2 separate regions of the Pan troglodytes genome follow, and region 2 is linked to region 1. The links are chromatin contacts, called in public Hi-C maps. All regions are on one chromosome and are shown on one strand. Each heading gives the region's core, a stretch centred on a gene start, on an enhancer-like site or on the middle of the called end of the contact. The rest is flanking DNA. Distances are from core to core; before and after follow the strand shown. Region 1 holds the start of MSANTD1 (Myb/SANT DNA binding domain containing 1). Region 2 holds the start of HGFAC (HGF activator).

Evidence for each region. Hi-C and Micro-C count contacts between places; a contact is called where the count stands out from the background.
Region 2: a Hi-C map of stem cell-derived neural progenitor cells shows a contact between it and region 1, with 2.6 times the contacts expected there. The contact joins the promoter of HGFAC here to the promoter of MSANTD1 in region 1. A contact is called at or near these places in 2 of 7 Hi-C or Micro-C datasets (induced pluripotent stem cells and stem cell-derived neural progenitor cells).

Annotation. Positions count from the first base shown.
Region 1 is chr3:3,639,276-3,643,646 of NHGRI_mPanTro3-v2.0_pri, forward strand. It overlaps MSANTD1 (Myb/SANT DNA binding domain containing 1), which reads left to right and starts at 2,600. Exons shown (of 4, transcript XM_009447265.5): 1 at 2,600-3,033. The coding sequence starts at 2,714. LOC129143677 (a long non-coding RNA gene) reads right to left here and starts at 2,742. Exons shown (of 3, transcript XR_008547411.1): 1 at 2,339-2,742; 2 at 1,960-2,101.
Region 2 is chr3:3,836,736-3,841,289 of NHGRI_mPanTro3-v2.0_pri, forward strand. It overlaps HGFAC (HGF activator), which reads left to right and starts at 1,269. Exons shown (of 14, transcript XM_001174601.7): 1 at 1,269-1,435; 2 at 2,049-2,229; 3 at 2,367-2,463; 4 at 2,658-2,737; 5 at 3,356-3,478; 6 at 3,628-3,759; 7 at 3,940-4,050; 8 at 4,136-4,310. The coding sequence starts at 1,319.

The DNA of each region.
Region 1 (4,371 bases), core at 1,350-3,849:
CCCATGTCCCAGGTCTGCACCAGGGACAGCTCCTGCTGAGGCCTGACCTGCCCCTTCTCCCTCGGGTGCTGCTGGTTGACCAGCCTCTGGCCCTAGGAGTCCCCGTAGCGACTGAGGGTCCCAGCAGGCCATGCAGCTTTGCCAAGGTACGAGCCCCTCCCCAGCAGGGGACAGATGTGGGGACCCTTCCAGGCAGGAGCAGCTGGGTGCCTGGCGCTGCCATCTGCTGCCTGCCCGGTTCTTGTCCTCACATTGGAGGTCAGTGTGAGGGCTCTGCCTCGGGAAAGGCCATGGAGCTTGCCCTGTCCAGGGCCTCCCATGTGCACTGAGCCTGGGAAGAGAGGGTTGGAGTTGAGCCTTTTACCCTGGGAATGCTGCCTGGAGGATGGTGTGGGTGTGGGGTGGCACCCTGCCAGGCAGGGCCCTGCCTCCCTGCGCCCACTGGAACTCGGGCAGGCAGGGGTGTAGGTGCCTCCTCTAGAGCCGTCAGGTGGGGGCCCCCGGCAGTAGTGGTGGTGTCCACTGGCCAGCAGCTGCCCCTTCAGCCAGGACAGTAGGCCTGACGCCGTCCCCAGCAGCTCCAAGGTGGATTTGTGGAAGGGGGTAGAGGGCACGTAGGGGCCCCATGACCTCCCCAGGGTTCTGGGAGGGCTGTGCTCCCTTAGCCAGCACCATGCTGGGTGATATAGTCAGATCCTGTTACTCCTGTTGTGGAGGTGAGGAAACAGGTTAGTGGGGAGGACATGACTAAGGTCCATGCTGAGTCGCTAGAGCTGCACCCAGAACCACTGCTGGGACCCCATGCCTTTCTGCTTACCCCTTGTGCCGGGAGATGCCAAGAGATGCTGGGAGCCAGCCCCACCTCTGCCCTTGGAGTCATGGCTACGGAAAGGGCATTCGGACCGGTCCCTGACCTCACCGGGGAGGGCCGAACCCTGTTCCTGAGGAGCCAGGGCTTCCTAGAGGAGGTGGGCCTTCTAGTCACTCCTTCATCTGCAGGCACTCCACAGAGCTCTCTGTGCCAGCCCCCAGCACGGAGGGCTGACCTTAGTAGAGTAGAGACCTTGTGGGCCCCCTCCCATGCCCCAGTGCCAGGCAGTAGGGATGATGTCTCCTGAGGCCCAGATGGAAGGGGCTGGACTAGTCTCATGGGGCTGATGGTAGGGCCAGGCCTTGACCAGGGACCCAGTGTAGGGGGTGCAGAGACCCCTCTGAGTTCCTTACACATCCCTGGGGCCCTCCCCATACACTTCCTATCCTGACTGCGGGCAAGAGGGAGCCCCAGTTCGCCTTCCCTATCCTGGGCACCCACAGTGGGGCTGGGCACCCCCGCCATGCCCCTGCCCTGTCCTTCCCCTGAGAGCCTCGGTCCCACCTCCAAGGTGCCTCAGAGGACAGCAGGGGCAGCGGGCAGAGGCCGAGATGCCTCCTCATTCCAGGCTCAGCTGCCCTTCCTGGGGCAGCCCACACCTGAGAGTCTCCTGCAGTTGGTCAGGCCTGAGGAGGGCAGGGGGGTGCCTGCTGTCCCTCTGCTGACCACAGTGGCATTTAGCCTGGGCACCGTGCCCAGCATGGTCCATGCTGCACAGGTGCCGTGGGCTCCACAGAGCCCTGCCTGACATGCATGTGTTACGTTTCAGGTGCCGATGCCCTTGGGCGGCACTTCTCCGGGCAGAACCCCCAGGCCACCGCTCCGGTTCCGCAGCATCTGGGGCTCTCGGCAGGCTGTGGTCCTCCGGCCAGCCTGGGGGCATCTCAGTCCCTCAGCCCCACAGGGGCCTGCCCCGCAGGCTGGGCCTCGAGCCCCGTCTCCGCACGCTGTGCCGAATCTGGCTGCCCATCAGCTCCCTGCGTACCCAGACTGTGCCCTGCCATGCCCGTGGCTCTTCCCAGGAGTGCCCTGTGGCCTCCCCCTGGCTTGCTGGGCTGATTCCCTCCTGTGTCTCAAACAGAGCTCACCTTTGCCATCACTGCTGTCCTCACCGGCCGGTGCCAGAGGCCCGTGTCTGTGTACCCTGTGTCTGCACCTCTGGGCAGGGCCTGGCTCTGACCAACCCGGGCTTCCAGTGTCCACAGACCTAAGGCCCAGGGCTCCTGGGGGCTGGAGCAAGAGAAGCAAAAGGAGCCAAGGGTGGGGGTTTGGGGTTCTTGTGAGGGCCCAGCCCGAGGACCCCAGGACCAGGACACCCAGGAGCCCCGGGGCCCAGCCCCAGTTCAGCCTGGCAGGGGCCTTCTGAGGGAGCTAAAGGGTCCCACAGCCCAGGACCCCCACCAGGGCCAGTGACCAGTGTTGGGGGACTCAGCCTCCCCGTCTCCCGTCCTCTCTTGTTTCTCCCACCTTTTGCCCCCTTTCTCCTTGCCTGTTCCCACCCGAGGCCCCCTCTTGGCCTGCGTGAGCCGGGGCGGCACTGAACTGGGGGCCGATCTGCCTGGGCGGCGGTGAGAGGCAGGGCCGGGAGCCGGGCCGCTGGGTTTGGGCCTGGCCCGCTCGCTGCAATATTGATGGCCCGTCAGTGCGGCCCTGATTCCCGTGCTTTCAGTTAAAAGGTTTCTGTTGTTGTAGCTTATGCAGTTGCTCTGTTGCTATGGAAACGTGACATCAAAATGACGTTTCCCGTTTAAAAGCTTTTAACTAAATTCCTGCCTGTCAGATGTAGGCCCCATTTTGAGCGTGGAGCTGCCTTCGAGCGAGCGTGAGCGGCGCCTCCCGCCCATGGTGCGTGGGGCCGGGCCGGGGCCCTCGCTGAGCGCGCTCTCTCACCCCACAGGCGCCTCCGGCATGGCGGCGGCCGAGGGGCCCGGCTACCTCGTGTCTCCCCAGGCGGAGAAGCACCGGCGGGCCCGCAACTGGACGGACGCCGAGATGCGCGGCCTCATGCTGGTCTGGGAGGAGTTCTTCGACGAGCTCAAGCAGACCAAGCGCAACGCCAAGGTGTACGAGAAGATGGCCAGCAAGCTCTTCGAGATGACCGGCGAGCGCAGGCTGGGCGAGGAGATCAAGATCAAGATCACCAACATGACCTTCCAGTACAGGTGGGCGAGCGCGCAGTGTGGGCCCCACCAGGACGGGCGGGCCCGGGCGTGGCGGGCCGCTCCTGACTTTCTTGGAGCTCTGAGTCGGGACGATGTGTGCGTCCTGCCTGTCGGTCTCCTCTGGCCGGGTATGGGCAGAACCCCACGGGGCGAGACGGGGCCCACGGAAACCGTGTGTGCAGCCTTCCATTGGGGAAGTGGGGAAACTGAGGCCCAGCAAGGGCAGGAAACCAGTCTAAGAGCTGAGGGGTAGCAGGGGTGGGGCTGGTGCTGGGCAGAGGCCAGGATGGCTCCCAGGACGTATGGGCGGTCTGGGCACTGTCCCTCGGAGGCAGCAACACTCATGGTGGTGCCCACTGACCTCACACCCTCCTTCCCCATAGGGAGGCGGCGGCTGCCAGTGCCCTCCCCACCACCAAGCTCCCAAGCTCAGCAGGGGTTTCAGGGGCCTACTGTGTCATTGGGGAAATTGAGACTGCAAGTGAGAAGGAGGCTCAGTGCTCTGCGACTTGGAGCATCCACTGAGCCTCTGCCATGAGCCCGTGAGCCCCACTGGGGCTGGCCCTAGGGTCACGGTGGGGTATTTCCAGAAATCACCAGGTGAGGTGCAGGACCGGCCAGCGCATGGGTGGCGCTTACTGTGCGAAGAAGAAAGAGGTGGGGGCCTGCCCTGGCCCAGGACTCCCAGTGTGGGGGCTCCCGGCCTGGCCCCACCTCTGCTCCTGCCACATGGCAGGTGGGCCCTTCCTGCCCCGGCAACCTGCAGGGAAGGCCGGAGGGGACCACCCGGCCAGGGAGGTGTTGGCGTCTAGGAGGGGACAGGTGTGGTCCCACACACCCAGCATCTTAAAGTGCGTGGGTCCCCAGCCCATTAGGACAGGGTCCCGGGTGGGCAGGGGTCATGGTGGGGTGAAGGTCTCAGGCACAGGCAAGGTCACAGGTGCGGTGAGGGTCTTGCAGGGTGTGAAGGTCATAGGTATGCGGTGAAGGTCACAGGTGTGGGGTGATGGTTTTGGGTGTGGGGAGGGTCTTGCACGGAGCGAGCGTGGCAGCAAGAGCTGGAAGCTGCAGGGGGAGAATGGCAGCAGAGAGCACCCGGCCCTGTGGGCGGCCTGGACAGGGCTGGGCCTGGGGCTGCCGGAGAGCCTGTCAGCTTCCAGGATGGGAGTGGCCTCACTCAGCTGCTCCACCTCCGGGTCAGGCAGGTGAGCCTGGGGCAGAGAGGCTGAGAGCACCTGAGCCACTTGTGGGAGAGGCTACCCCCACTGCCCCCCGCAGGCGAGGAGCCGGCCTCCAGCACAGCAGAAGGGGACCCCCAGTCCCCGGCCCTAGTGGGAG
Region 2 (4,554 bases), core at 19-2,518, 200 kb after region 1:
TGGAAGATGAAGCCCAGTGCCAGCTGTGTGTACCACCCACCACGGTGCCCGCTGTGGCCCCAGGACCCACCACAAGCCCGCATCCATCCTGCCCCCAGGGCCCACCATGACCTCCCCCCCACCCCCAACCCCCCATTCACCGTGCCCCCAGGGCCCACCACGCCTCCATGTCCACTGTGCCCCCTGGGGCCCACGGTGTCAAGCTGGGTGGTCAGTGGGTGTCCATTATCTCTCCCTCTGCACAGACAGGCAAATGGGGGGCAGAGAGAGGGGTTTTAGGGGATACAGGGAGGCAGCTTCAGCCCTCGCTGGTCTCCAGGCCACAGTGGTTCACTCACCCCTCCTCCCACCTCGGCAGCCCTGGGATGTCGCTGCTGACTCAGGAGGAACCCGAGGTGCCGTAGCGGCTGCTCCAGTATTGCAGAAGAGGTTCCTCAGGCAGCTCTGCCCACAGCCCCAAGTCACGAATTCCGTGACTCCAGCTCCATCCCAGGCCCCAGGGTACCTGGCCCAGGGTTGTGCTGCCACAGACTTGGCCTGTACCATCCAGGCGGCGGTGGGGAGCTGGGGTTGGAAAGGCTTCTTGGAGTGGACTCCTGGGTCTGTCTGGGAGACGGGGAGGAAGGGACACTCTGAACATCACCAGGGGCTGCTGGGGGGCCCTGGCCACCCCCAGAGTCAGAACAGGCAGGTGGGGCAGGATCTCAGGTCATCCTGTGCTACACTCAGCCATTGCGTGGCCCCTCTCCTCCCTGTGCCTGGCCTTTTGGCCAGCCCTGGGGCCACCGAGAGGAGGCAGCACCGAACCCTCCAGGAGCCCCCAGTGCTGCCGTCTGTGGGACAGGGACAATCCCATCCCCACTGCTACTGTCTGTGCTGTGCTGGGCACAGAGCTGGACACCTCCAAGGCTCAGCGCCCGTAGTGGCTCTCATCATGGACAATTCACAGGCAGATGGTGGCCAGCTCTGTGGCCTGCAGGGACTGGGAGCGGCGCCAGACCATCTAAGCCCCAACCTATCTGCATTATCCTGGAAGACTTCCTGGAGGAGACTTCTAAGCTGAGGCCCAAGGACCATGTCAGGTCTAGGACTAGGACCAGTGCAGGCCGAGGCCAGAGAGACAGCTGGGCTTCCAGGTAGGGTCAAAGTGAGGTGGGCAGCAGGTGTGGGGGCCAGGGGACTCGGGGACTTCCTCTCCGGCTGGGCCCGCCTGGCGTGGGAGGCAGCCAGGGTTAATCATTTCCACGAAGCCTTGACCCCACCTGCCTTGGCCGCTCTGCTCCCGCCTCCCACTGCCCCTCAGGCCAGCTCAGGAGCCATGGGGCGCTGGGCCTGGGTCCCCAGCCCCTGCCCCCCACCGGGGCTGGGCCCCTTCCTCCTCCTCCTCCTGCTGCTGCTGCTGCTGCCACGGGGGTTCCAGCCCCAACCTGGCGGGGTGAGCACTGACCTTGTCGCAGTGCGACCAGAGGTTCCCAGTGGCTACTTGGGGTCCTTGGGAGGAGGCCAGAGGGAGGGTCGCTGCAGAGCGTGGGGATTTGAGGGGGCGGGGGTCCGGGCAGGGGGCTTACGTTGAAAGCTGGCCCTCACAGGGCAGGTGGGTGCTGGACTGGCCTTGGAGGCTGGGGCCTGGGCTCACGGAGCCCCACCTGGGGGCTGTCATCCCTGTGCGGCCTGGCCTGGGCCCCTATGGGTCTGGGGGCTGCCCCCTCTCTCTGGACCTCTGTTGGGTCTGGATGCGTGAGGTTGGGGGAACCTCCCAGGGCCTCCTAGCTGCTCCCATCACCAAAAACTGACGTCAGGGTTTAAGCTTGGTGGGTAGCAGTGCCTGGGCCTGGGCAGTGACCCTGAGCAGGTGTTAACTAGGGGCCGAGGGCGGGGAAGGTGTCAGGGCCTGGCTGAGGCCTCAGGAATGTCGTGTGTCCTCCTGGAACCTGCTCCGAGATCTGGGGGCCCCAGTATGGAAACAGGCTCAGGGCTATGACCTCCTGCCCGGCAGGACCTGAGTGTGAGGGTCTGTCCCACACTGACACCCTTTCTGCTCCTCCTAGAACCGTACGGAGTCCCCAGAACCTAATGCCACAGTGACCCCTGCGATCCCCACTATCCTGGTGACCTCTGTGACCTCTGAGACCCCAGCAACAAGTGCTCCAGAGGCAGAGGGACCCCAAAGTGGGGGACTCCCGCCCCCGCCCAGGGCAGTTCCCTCGAGCAGTAGCCCCCAGGCCCAAGGTGGGTCAGGTGGGCCTGGGAGGAGGTGTCGTGCTTCACCTTAGGGCTGGGTGGGAGGAGCATGGCTGCGGCTGGAGGTCCTGAGGAGCTCGGGTGCCCCTCGAGGGAGCCCTGACCCTGCCACCCCCTCCCCACAGCACTCACCGAGGACGGGAGGCCCTGCAGGTTCCCCTTCCGCTACGGGGGCCGCATGCTGCACGCCTGCACTTCGGAGGGCAGTGCACACAGGAAGTGGTGGGTCCGGGCAGCCGGGGCACCCGAGCTGGGGTCACCTGCCCCACGCTGCCTGCTTTTCTGGGAGCCGGGCACACAGTAGGCGCTCACCACGCAGCAGGCGGACCCAGTGAACCCAGAGACCCTCCAGGGTGGTGGGGTGGGGTGGGGGGCCTCTGCCTGGGACCCCCATGCACGCAGGTGTCGCCCCCCAGGTGTGCCACAACTCACAACTACGACCGGGACAGGGCCTGGGGCTACTGTGTGGAGGCCACCCCGCCTCCAGGGGGCCCAGGTGGGTGCTGGGTTGGGTAGCCTGGGGCGGGCAGGGGGCACTGGGCCAGGCCAGAAGGGCCAAGGGGAGGATGGGGCGGACCCGGGCAGGGGTCCTGGCTGGAGGGGAGCAGAAGAGGAGCCCTGGGATTAACCCCGGTGGGTGCCACTTAGGGCCAGAGCCTCTCCCAGGCGGGACCTGCGTCTCATGGTGGCTGCGCGGCCATCGCTGGGGCCAAGGCGCCGCCTGGTGGTGAGGCCGGGCCCTGCAGCCACACAGGCGTGCCCCAGGCAGGGGACACGTGGGCAGGGTCTGTGGGGTGCAGTGCCAGCCGCCCTGCTCACATGGGTCCTGGGACACATGGGAGGGGTCTGCTGCCTGACAGTGTGGGTGTCAGGCTTCCAGGAAGCCACGTGCACAGCTGGGCCAGTGGCCCAGGTGTTGAGTGGGGGACGCTGGGAGGAAGGGGAGGTCTGTGCCCCTCCCAGGGACCTTGCACCCCGAGGGGCGTAGAGAGGGCCCCTTTGCTCTCAGAGCCCCTCACTGGGGCCTGATGGAGGCCTTAGCAAGCAGAGAATGTCACAGAGGGACCCTGAGCCTCCCAGTCCGCCCCTCACATCCCCTCCCGCATGTCCCCAGCTGCCCTGGATCCCTGTGCCTCCGGCCCCTGCCTCAATGGAGGCTCCTGCTCCAGTACCCAGGACCCCCAGTCCTATCACTGCAGCTGCCCCCGGGCCTTCACCGGCAAGGACTGCGGCACAGGTGAGCTGGGCCTCGGAGGTCCGCAGGGGTCCAGGGGCCGGAGCAAGTCCCCGGAGGATGGGAGAACAGGTGGCTCCCGAGTGCAGGGCAGGGGCCCCGCACGGGGACAGCAGGTGGCAGGGTGTGAGGGCTTACTGTGCACCCCTCAGAGAAATGCTTTGATGAGACCCGCTACGAGTACCTGGAGGGGGGCGACCGCTGGGCCCGCGTGCGCCAGGGCCACGTGGAACAGTGCGAGTGCTTGGGGGGCCAGACCTGGTGCGAAGGCACCCGACATACAGGTGCGCCAGGGGGTGTGAGCCGTGCCACTGACCCCTGACCGGTGTCCCTGTCCACACCCGAGTGGGAGGAATGGCCTGAGGTCACCCAGAAACAAGGGACGAGGGGTGGACCCCGGCCCCGACTTCGCTGTCGTGGGGCACTGCGCGGCCCCTGGCCCAGCTCCTCGGCCCTGCCCCCAGCTTGTCTGAGCAGCCCTTGCCTGAACGGGGGCACCTGCCACCTGATCGTGGCCACCGGGACCACCGTGTGTGCCTGCCCACCAGGCTTCACTGGACGGCTCTGCAACATCGGTGAGTGCGTCAGCCCCCCGGGGTGCCCTGGGGCAATGCCGGGTGGACCCACCGTGGGCCGGCCTCACTGCCCCTCTGCCCGCAGAGCCTGATGAGCGCTGCTTCTTGGGGAACGGCACTGGGTACCGTGGCGTGGCCAGCACCTCAGCCTCGGGCCTCAGCTGCCTGGCCTGGAACTCCGATCTGCTCTACCAGGAGCTGCACGTGGACTCAGTGGGCGCCGCGGCCCTGCTGGGCCTGGGCCCCCATGCCTACTGCCGGTCAGCACCATGCCACTCCAGGCTGCCGCACGCGGGGCAGGCAGGATTTGTCCTGGGGAGAGGCCCCCCGGCTCCCTAGGACCCAGGCGGGGCCAGCTCCGTCCAGACAGGCCCCGGAACCTCTGCCTGGGAGGCTGCCCGAGGGAGGGCCACTCTCTTCCCACTGCTCCAGGTGTGGGGAACCGCCCTGCTGGGGGTTCCGATGCCCCCTCCCCATGCCCTCTTCGAGGGGCAGTGTGACTCC